Linked DNA regions of Mus musculus: regions 2 and 3 are each linked to region 1. A link is a contact called in public promoter capture Hi-C data. All regions are on one chromosome and are shown on one strand. Each heading gives the region's core, a stretch centred on a gene start, on an enhancer-like site or on the middle of the called end of the contact. The rest is flanking DNA. Distances are from core to core; before and after follow the strand shown.

Evidence for each region. Promoter capture Hi-C pulls out the DNA fragments that hold promoters and counts their contacts.
Region 2: a promoter capture Hi-C map of hippocampal neurons shows a contact between it and region 1, with 7 times the contacts expected there. The contact joins the enhancer-like site here to the promoter of Fam135b in region 1. A contact is called at or near these places in 1 of 39 promoter capture datasets (hippocampal neurons), 2 of 484 Hi-C or Micro-C datasets (cerebral cortex and cortical neurons), 1 of 115 datasets of contacts at active chromatin or transcription factors (SST interneurons) and 1 of 9 other capture datasets (pancreatic islet).
Region 3: a promoter capture Hi-C map of hippocampal neurons shows a contact between it and region 1, with 4 times the contacts expected there. The contact joins the enhancer-like site here to the promoter of Fam135b in region 1. A contact is called at or near these places in 1 of 39 promoter capture datasets (hippocampal neurons), 1 of 15 datasets of contacts at CTCF or cohesin (the NIH/3T3 cell line), 5 of 484 Hi-C or Micro-C datasets (the N1E-115 cell line, cortical neurons, forebrain and 1 more) and 3 of 9 other capture datasets (adipose tissue, liver and pancreatic islet).

The regions. Positions count from the first base shown.
Region 1 is chr15:71,726,295-71,729,726 of GRCm38.p6, forward strand. Fam135b (family with sequence similarity 135, member B) reads right to left here and starts at 1,544. Exons shown (of 20, transcript NM_177819.3): 1 at 1,375-1,544.
Region 2 is chr15:71,515,326-71,518,757 of GRCm38.p6, forward strand. The region is part of intron 7 of Fam135b (family with sequence similarity 135, member B); the gene reads right to left. Among named protein-coding and RNA genes, the nearest start is that of Fam135b, 210 kb to the right of the region's middle. Within about 2 kb of position 1,781, at least 18 of the 459 cell types and tissues checked have an H3K27ac peak or open chromatin away from gene starts, as enhancers often do. A contact at or near this core is called in cortical neurons and hippocampal neurons, where this site is marked.
Region 3 is chr15:71,540,743-71,544,174 of GRCm38.p6, forward strand. All of the region lies in intron 3 of Fam135b (family with sequence similarity 135, member B), which reads right to left. Among named protein-coding and RNA genes, the nearest start is that of Fam135b, 190 kb to the right of the region's middle. Within about 2 kb of position 1,724, at least 21 of the 459 cell types and tissues checked have an H3K27ac peak or open chromatin away from gene starts, as enhancers often do. A contact at or near this core is called in cortical neurons, hippocampal neurons and pancreatic islet, where this site is marked.

The sequences.
Region 1 (3,432 bases), core at 294-2,793:
AAAAAACATCCCAACAAGACAGGAGCAATTCAAGGTCATACAACAGGTATGATGAAACCAGAGTTCAGACCTGTTTGTTTCTGACTCCAGAATCTTGCCCTCTTTCCTCTACACTACAGTATAGCATTTTGCTATAATATATTGTCCTCGCTGTGGTATAAATCCCCAGATGAAATGCTGGCTAGATCACATCCTCTTGGGTAACATAACTACATCATAAATTAAAAGCCCAATTAAAGAACATACCCTTTTAACTGGGACTTACCACAGTCCCCTGGGGCTAAGATATAAAAGGAGAATCCTTTCACAGGCAGTGGCTATCCATCCTGGAAATTCTTCAGAAATCTGCTAAAGTCTATGAAAAGCTTTTGAATCAAATTACTCAGCTAACGCACCTCCCTCTCCTCGGGTCTTCTGGTGTTCTTCTCCCAGCAGAACTGGATTAAATCATGTGCCAATCTCCAGCCCTCACTATAGCCCAAAGATGCAGATAACAGTCCGTCATACATCAGGTGCACCCAGGGTTTAAAACAAATTTAACATTAAGAGCTTTGGAGCCCAGTGGAAAAGATTGCCCTCCTAGATTATATGAGGGATTGAAGTGGAGTTCTCTTCCCCATCTGTCTGAAAGTAGGATAGTTCTTTAGTAGCCAAGGGCCAGACAGAGGGTGTCTCTAACACCATACAGTGTTTGTTTTGCTGGCATCAGAGAGGGAGGAAAAAGTAGGTGAAGAGAATGGGGGTGGTGTTCTTATCTCCATTCTGGTTAAAATTTTATTTCTGTTAACATCCAATCCCCCAATGACCAAAACATCTTATCTATAGAATAGTAAACTCTGGGCATACCCCAAACCTTAAGAGTTACTACTACCTGGTCTAAACACCCCCTGCAGTGGTTGTTTTTTAAAGACTGCTATACATATAAAGAGCTACTGTGTGTTATAGCCCCTTTCCATGCCACAGATGAACTACGGTGCTCTCCACCCTCCAAAGAGATGGTCTCTGAGTCAGCTTTGCCCCACATAGAACAGAGACCATAGCCCCTCCACCTCCACAAGGTCTTCTTTTGAGCCTGTCCTGGGTTCAGTGGCTCAGAGGACCTGAACAGGTCTAAATAAGCCCCTTAGGACCACCACATTCACACAATCACATTTAATGGTCCTTCTTGTCTCTAAGCTTTGCCCAGAAGTGGGGCAAGATCAGAGGGCAGAGATATCTGAGGGGAAAATAGAGAAAGATATATTTTTTAAAAAAATCGCGGAAGAATCTCTACTCAGTAATAGAAAGCCATCCAACTAGCAACCACGCTTCCAGAAACGTCACTGCCACAGAAAGAGTTTTACAGCTGGTGACCCCCACAGCGTTCTCACCTACCTGTCTCCCACTGCAGGGCTCTCTCTCTCACCTCCTAGGGCCCTGTTCCAGCTCTGGTCCCGCTCTCTTCTGGTCTCCTTCTCCAGCAGCCAACACCGGCAGCGACTGTGGGCGGACCAAGGAGTCGGTGGCGGCACCTGCGAGCTGTCTCAGGTCTCTACCGAGAGGCTGACTGGAGGAGGAGCAAGCGGATGCTGCCCTCACCGCCGCCGCCGCCGCCACTGCCGCCGTGGTGCTGATGCGGTTGCTATGGTTATGGAACTCCGCAGCTGCCCCCTCTTGGTGCAACAGCTGCCCGGCCACCGCGGCCTCCTGGCAGCCCGAGCTAAGGTGCCCGAGGCAAGGTTGTGAATGTGGTTAAGGGAATTCTTCCCCCGCCTAGGAGAAGACTGGGAGCCTCTACTTGGGCCGTGGCTGGGTCTCTCCTCCAGCGCCCTTGCTCTCCTTCCCACGCCAGAACCTAAGGCCAGACTACAACAACACAGAGAGCGCGCTCAAGGCCTAGAAAGCCCTCCCTGCCGCTCAGCTCTGCCCCTGCAGCCTCGGTGCACCGCGGTAGATTGCGCGACTAGCTGGGAGGCGCCGCTAGCGTCCCCCACCTCTGTCCGCCAGAAGAGTCTAGGCGCGCCAGGCTGCCCTGCGGCCAAACCCCGCCCGCTCATAGGCTCTCCTGCCAGCCCGCCCGGCCTGTGGAGGGCGCAAGATGCTGGGCCAAAGAAGTCTGTCCTCAACCAGCCCAACCTGGCCAGGAGCATGCTCAGTCTCCGCGCGGAGATTGTCCTCCAGAGCCAAGATAGCGATGCAGTTAGAAGGAAAGGTTTCTTTCAGACCCCAGGGGAGAGAGGTATTAAACTTGGGAGAAGTTGGTGATGCAACAAGTACACACCTAAATAAATAAGTAGTCTGAAAGCTGGAAGTGACCCATACTACCACTACTAAATGTGCAATGGTCATTGAGCAACAGCCCATTCATCATTTACAGATGTTCTTCATGCTAAACACTAAGGGTTCAGAGGTATGCCAACTTGATCCATGGGAAAAAAATGACAACAATGAGAAAACATAAGGCAACTCACATCTACTAGCCATTCTTCAGCGGGCAGTTTGCTTGGGAATACATCATCTCACTATGACAGTGTCAAGAAGTTCTTGTGTCCTACTTGTTACAGGTGACAGAGCAGCCTTAAAAGTGGAACCAGTGCTAGAATTTGGAAGCTGAGTGTTCTGTCTATTAGACTAGGCTGCAGTAGTTCACATGGGGTGAAGGAAAGACACTTGGAAGAAGGTGCAAGTATAGCCAGAGGTGATGGTAATGAATGGGGAAGAATATTCCCACATGAAAGGGGCAGGCACCCCCACCCCACCCCCGCCCCAAACTAGATAAACAGGACCGTTTGATTTTATTTTGTCCTTTTATCCACAGGGAACACCCAGAGTGACTAGAACGGAGGGCACTAGGGAAGGTGAGACAAGAGCTTGGACTGGAGGAGCCAAGACAAAGTTGACTTTGAACACAGTGGGACACAGAAGGCACTTAAGCAAGGGGAAGGGTTGGTCATCATGGGAAGAAGATTGCCTACTTGGCTACTGTGGCAGTGAATGTCAAGTTCTGAAGGTGCTGTTGGCACAGAGACCAGAGCAAATGACCCATCTGCTTTGCTGATCCTCTTCACAGCATCCAGCCAAGCCCGGAACAATGCGAATCCCAGTAAATACTGGGAGAATGACGAATAAAGGATTATTTGCTTCTCCATCAGGGAAGATGAGTGTTGTTCTTTTGCAAATATTTGCCCTTGAAATATGATTAAAATCCGATGACGTGTATTTGCATTTCAGTTCTACGTAACCTTACTTTGGAAAGTCAAAGCAAGCCTCTTACCGCTTTCGCTTGGACTTCCTGATCCCTAGCAGAGTAGTATGCTGGGATTATTGTTCCCCTGCATTGGAACAAACATGTTTCAAGAATCTAGACGGGAAAGTTCCATGATATGTTATGTGATGAAAACAAAGTACAGAATAACGTTTCAAACAGAGTAGCTCTCGTGGATCAAGGAGAAA
Region 2 (3,432 bases), core at 531-3,030, 210 kb before region 1:
TGTGTGTGTGTGTGTGTGTGTGTGTGTGTGTGCGCGCGCGCGCGCTCAAGTATGTCTCAACTGTCCCACTGCTTTTGGCAGTGACAGAGATACAACACTAAACAGAGCAGAGAAGCCCTGAAGATGTTTTCCTGGAAGATTCAGTTTTTTTTTTTTTCTGCTTGCTGGGAAATAGAACTAGAGAAGACAAATGACAGGTTCAAAGTCACACAGGAGTTTAATACTGCAGCCAAGAACAAAACTCTCACATACAGCACAGCACAGTAATAATTGTTGGACTTAGACTGATTTAATTATGTAGACTATATGTATATATATAATTTTTCTTAGGGAATTTTCTCCCAAACTCTGCTCTGGAGCACTACAGGGTGCATCATTTTATCTATTTAGAAGCCAGTGAGATGCTCCACTATGTTCATAGCAGCCTTGTTTATAATAGCCAGAAGCTGGAAAGAACCGAAATGTCCCTCAACAGAGGAATGGATACAGAAAATATCGTACATTTACACAATGGAGTACTACTCAGCTATTAAAAACAATGAATTTATGAAATTCTTATGCAAATGGATGGATCTGGAGGGTAGGTAACCCAATCACCAAAGAACTCATCCTGAGTGAGGTAACCCAATCACAAAAGAACTCACATGATATGCACTCACTGATAAGTGGATATTAGCCCAGAAACTTGGAATTCCCAAGATACAATTTGCAAAACACATGAAACTCAGAAGAAGGAAGACCAAAGTGTGGACACTTCACCTCTTCTTAGAATTGGGAACAAAACACCCATGGAAGGAGTTACAGAGACAAAGTTTGGAGCTGAGAGGAAAGGATGGACCATTCAGAGACTGTCCCACCAGGGGATCTATCCCATAATCAGCCACCAAACGCAGACACTATTGCATAGGCCAGCAAGATTTTGCTAAAAGGACCCTGTTATAGCTGTCTCATGTGAGGCTATACCAGTGCTTGGCAAATACAGAAGTGGATGCCCACAGTCATCTATTGGATGGAACACAGGGCCCCCAAATGGAGGAGCTAGAGAAAGTACCCAAGGAGCTGAAGGGGTCTGCAACCCTATAGGTGGAACAACAATATGAACTAACCAGTACCCCAGAGCTTGTGTCTCTAGCTGCATATGTAGCAGAAGATGGTCTAGTCAGCCATCATTGGAAAGAGAGGCCCCTTGGTATTGCAAACTTTATATGCCCCAGTACAGGGGAGCACCAGGGCCAAGAAGTGGGAGTGGGTGGGTAGGGAAGCAGGGCGGGGAGTGGGGATGGTATAGGGGACTTTTGGGATAGCATTTGAAATGTAAATGAAGAAAATATCTAATAAAAAATTTAAAAAAAAAGAATCCAGTGAGGCTTTGCTAGCAGAACCACCCCCAAGAAGAATGTCATCTTAAAAAGGTTGAATAACCTCTCTACTGCTTATATCATTTGTAACAGGAAGACACACAAAACCTCAGGCCACAGCTCTAAATGCAAAGGTCAAATTTCAAAGTTGCCACTGGAGGAAATGGAGACACAGGACATAGGGATCTGAGAAATGGGGCAGACCCAACTGAATCATCATCTCTTACCTTCCTGGTATGCTGTATGTTCCAAAAAGCTCATTTTGCCACCAGTCTCTGTGTTTTCACAGGCCTCTGCCAGGAAGGGCTTACTGGGAGGAGCACATGTTCTCTGCTGCATCCAACCATGAGGATTCCAGTTCTATCTGCTAATGCTATGGGCTTCTTAAGATTTGCATGCAAAGCCCCCAAGGGTATGTAGAACTAAGATTGGATTCTTGGCTTGGCAGCCTTGCCTGGTGGGAAGGTACAGGGTGGGCACACAGCACTGACTCCACATAATTGGATGGGACCCAAGTGGAAAACACACAGAAAAAGAACCAAACCCTGAAAACAACTTACTGAGCCAAGTTTTGGGAGCAAGCTTGGTGCCAAGACTCACAAATCAGCCTTTCTCTCTGAACATATGAAAGACAGTCACATTTAATTTGACACAGAGCCCCAGAAACAGCCAATAAAAAACAGAAAGCAAACAAGCAAACAAGCCCCACCATACTTTATCATCTGCCTGTTAAGTCCTGATCTATAAAGTATCGATGCATAGAAACCTCTGAGATCTTCCTCAAAGACAGTTCCCATTTCATAACTGTGTAAACTGAGTTTCTATCAGCACCAATTTGCCTACATTGTAAGGACCCATCACAGCATCAGGCAGTGTACTAGGTCGTGTGTGACAGGCCAGTGGGTCAGAGTGCTCTACGGTGTTCATAATTCTGTCCTGTGCTGGACGGACTAGGGTCTTTGCAGTCTCCCAATATGGCCCATCACATTATGGCTCTCTCCCTTACTTTCTCTCTACTACCATGACTAACCTCTCTCCTGCATCTCTAGCTATTCAGTCTCTACCAGCATGATGCACACAGTTGTGCCAACCATCCATTCAGCACATATTGCTTGAACACTGGTTTTATAGGGTAGGTAACTTGTTAGGTGCTAGAAGCTAAATGAGATGTTTCCTACTTTAAGTCAGTCAAAGCTCCTGCACAGGAGAGCCAGAGATACTTAGAGCATTTGAGAAATCAGAGATGACATCTCAGTGGTGCTAGTACAAATGGTCCTGGCTGATGCAAATAATCTGAGCACCAGAGCATCTCCCAAGTTGATGGAGCATCAAGACCCTTTCACACCCTTCAGTGGCATCAGCTAAGGACCTCAGCATGTAAGGCACCTGCTGTAAATGTTTTGAGCCAGGCTATGAATGCTGCCAATTACCAATATCTCTGGCCATATTCGCTGAGGAGGAGTCTGAGCTAAAGGTTTTTAGGTAGTAGGTCTATCAGGGAGACTCTTAAAGCTACCACACAGTGCTGTGAGAGAGGCAGATCTTGGCACAAGTGAAGTTGAATGGTGATGATAAGATGGACCAAGTGATTGCTCCAATGTGGGAATCAGCTGCCAATGTCTCAGTAGCAAAAAAAATTAGCAGATGACTTTCAGGCACACCACACAGCTACTGTAGGAGGGTGAACAGCCTTCTATCCTGCCCACCCGAATGCTGAAACATGAATTTAGCAATGCATAGTGGGTAAGTGAGACACCCATGTTATGCTGGCAGACTCTTGGCTTTCTCTCTCCCCCTCACTCATTCGAGGTTCCTCTGTGGGAGATAAGCATACCAGCTTCCGGGAAGCTTGGTAAGTGTCACAGGTACTGAGGGCATGTATTCATTCTGTCCTTACTGTTTTCTAAAGCCAGCTCACACATGAGACCAAGCCCTACCATGGACTCAGTTTCCCATCTTTCCAGGAGGATTGTGGTTATCCCCCTTTGAGGTCCTCAGGAAACATGTGACACAGCAGCCTAACCTATATACAGATGTGACATTTGCAGCCAAATCTCCTGGCTAGATTTCAAAT
Region 3 (3,432 bases), core at 474-2,973, 190 kb before region 1:
TCTCCCATCAACACTGAGTGGGTTTAATTACTTAATTATAAGCCACAATGACCTGCCTATTAGATTGAGCCCAGTCAGTTCAGCACTTGATAACACTTTATTGGTCAATAATATGCACAGTTTTGTACTCACAAAGGTAAAAGGCTAGCATGAAGCCTGTAGCACACTCTAGTCCCCCACCAGCCCACCAGCCCACCAGCTGGGCTTTCCAAATTTGTTCCCATTGCTGAGCAGTCTCAAGTATTTCAATTTGCATTTCAGCAATGGAGTCCAGTGAATAGTCTTATACCTTTTGTTTTTTTAAAGCACAGACTTGAGTTGAAAAATGTGGGTTTGCTCTTGGCACTGGGGTCTATATAGTGTGTACATATGCATTAAGCCTCTTCTACTCCAAGCCTCAGTTTTTCTCAGCCATGAACTGTGACCGGGAGAGTACCACCATCTCAGGATGGGTCTATGAAAGTGCTTGTGTGGGGTATAACATGTGATGGAGAGCCAAAATGGTTGAACAGACATGCTATTTGATGAAATTAGCAAATGGTGTGGTTATAAACATGGTAATGGTGTGGAAATTAGCAAATGGTGTGGTTATAAACATGGTAAAATGTTACCAATAGAACTATCATGGGAGAATGGGCATGTTATGATAGAGATCTTAGGTTTTTTTGTTTATTTGTTCATTTGTTTATACTGAAAAGAAAGAAGAACAAATTCACAGAGGGCTTTACTCAGATGGAGCACAGAAAAGTTCTCTAATTACACCTGGAGGAAGGACTCTTGGGAAAAATTTTAAATCACTCATCTTTAGTTCCTTCCCAGGCACAAACAACACTAGGGATATTTCAGCTCTGCACAGCAGTCAGTGTCATCACCCCCCCCCCCACACACACACACACACATACACATAATACATGCACATACTCTTCATCATTCTGGAACAGAAAGCATTTAAGTTCATGTTGTCTCCCTCCTTCCATTTAGGCCCCCTTGGCTTCTTCAACAACCCCTTACACCTCAGTGTGCCAGACTACAGTTCCTTGACCCATTTATTTCTACTTTATGGACTGTACTCTCTTCTCTGGGGAATCGGAGGTAGCTCTGAGAGTTAATACATATTTAATTTGTGAGATAAGAACTGTAGCTCACCTCCTCCTGAGCAGGAATGGAGGAGGATGTTTTGTATGTTTGACCTTTTATCAAGCTTGACCTTTGTCAAGGATAGAGCATAAGCCTACTCTAAGGCAGACCCTTCCACTGTGTTTTACCACATGCGTGGTAGTGAGCTAAGTGTCAAATGGAGAAGCTAGCTTGATGATGCTATCTCTCTTTCTAGCTAAGTTGTCATGCTGACCTACACCCCACATCAATACATGATCCTTTGTAAACAATACAATAGGTATGAAATATGCCTAAAACCACAGCGTGGGACTCTCTGAGGATGAAATAACTACAATTCTAACTTCTAATCCTGAATACACACACACATACACACATGCACATATACACAAACACATGTGTGCACATACACACACACATGCATGCACACACACACAGAGAGAGAGAGAGAGGGAGGGAGAGAGAGAGAGAGAGAAGCATTCCTGTTAATAAGTCATCAGGAAACTCAGCAAATGTGAAACAAAGAGCCTGCTTATGTGATTTGGGCCTTCCTGGACCATCTGTCACAGCCATATGCTTCCCAAGGAGAACTAAGTTTAGCTGCAATTGCAGCTAATCAAACATTGGTAAGTGCTGCAGTGTCCCTGCCTGATCATGATTGTTGTAAGGAGTACAATGTGGCTCTCTAGTTCATGGTGACTTTGGCATAGGTCACAGAATCCAACAAAGAATCATGGATTATTACACAAATAGCCAGAGTTCCCACAACTACTGCTGAACAGGCTGGATCAGGATTGTGTGGCTATCAGTACCCTAAAGGTTACCTGTAGTGACTGAACATAGTCCTGCCCAACCCAAGCCTTGGATGAGCTGGCCCATCACTGTATTTATACAGCCTCTCCTCCAGGGCCTCATTTTTCCTCAATTGCCCCTCCCATCTTGAGAAACAGTATATATACCCAGCTCTGTTGAATAGTACAGAGTGAAAATGATAAAAAAGATATGACATTACATATAGTATTGTTCATTATAATGCATGCCACGCATGGCAATGAGCAGAGTCTTATATCCTATCATCCAGCTAGGCACAAATCCTTTATTTATGAGTTCCAGGAAACCTGAAGACCCCGGGTCAGGGGAGAGAGGGTAGAATTTGGCTATAGTAATGAGAGATACAGAAAGTGATAGGCATCAATTATTACAATTGTCCCCACCTGCTGCCACTGCTGAACATTTCACCCCTGTTAAAAACCAGGAAGGTATTCCCAAATCAAGGTCACTCTGCCTCATTGTCCCATGCCTGCAAGTATGGCTTCATCTCAACTTTCCATGTTGTTCTAAATTACAAGGTGTCCTTAGCCACTTGACCTTCAGAACAGTGGAGAGGCCACCAGCATTGATTCTCTCTACTTACACAGGGTGCTAAATGACACTTTTGCTATGTTGTTGCTCTGAATGTAGACTCTAGGGCTAGACTTCTCTGAGTTTTTGATACCCTCAGCCTTTCTTGTCAGCTTAGATGTCTTAGGGACCTGACACAGTATGTAAGGAACACAGTGGTCCAGATTTTGAGGTCACATTACTCAGCCCTATCCTTGGCTGAGCCAGATCATTATTTTTCCATTGGACAAATGGGCACGGAACGGAAGAGTTCCTATTGCTCACACTGTCCACTCTGGAACCCTTCTTGTTTTCAACACCCACACTTCCTACCTTAGCTCTGAGAAGCAGTCACAAGTCTTTGGGAACAGCTAAATGTTTGACAGTGTCCACTTACTGGGCTCCCACTTCAATGCAGAAATTTGAGGGATCAACGCAGGGGTTTGTATCTTCCTATTTCTCTAACCTTCTTCAAGACTATGAAGAACTAAGCTTCTAGACCTGCTTCTCCAATATGTGGACTAAAGTGCTCTAAAACCAAAACAAAGCAGCCCTCATGTGAAGTGTTCCTGCCACATATTAAAGTTTCAATGACACGAAGAAAACTAATAATGTTATTAAATACCATGGCCACTGTCCCTGTTGGCCCTTTATAAACAATTGAGGGAAAGAATCAGGGTACTGCCTACTCTTGCTAACAGAGTTCATCACATGTTCATGGTTTGAAAGCTTAGTTCTCAGCTGCATGTGGTACTTCAGGATATAGGACCCATCTAGAGGAGGCAGGTGGCTGGGTATAGATTCCTGGAATTGATTTATACTTGGTTACTTCTTGTTACTAATTCTGTTTCCTGGTCTGCTATGATGCGAACATCCTCTACTACCATGTTCCAAGTTACTCCACAATGCCTTACCTGAAATGATGCACTAAAACTC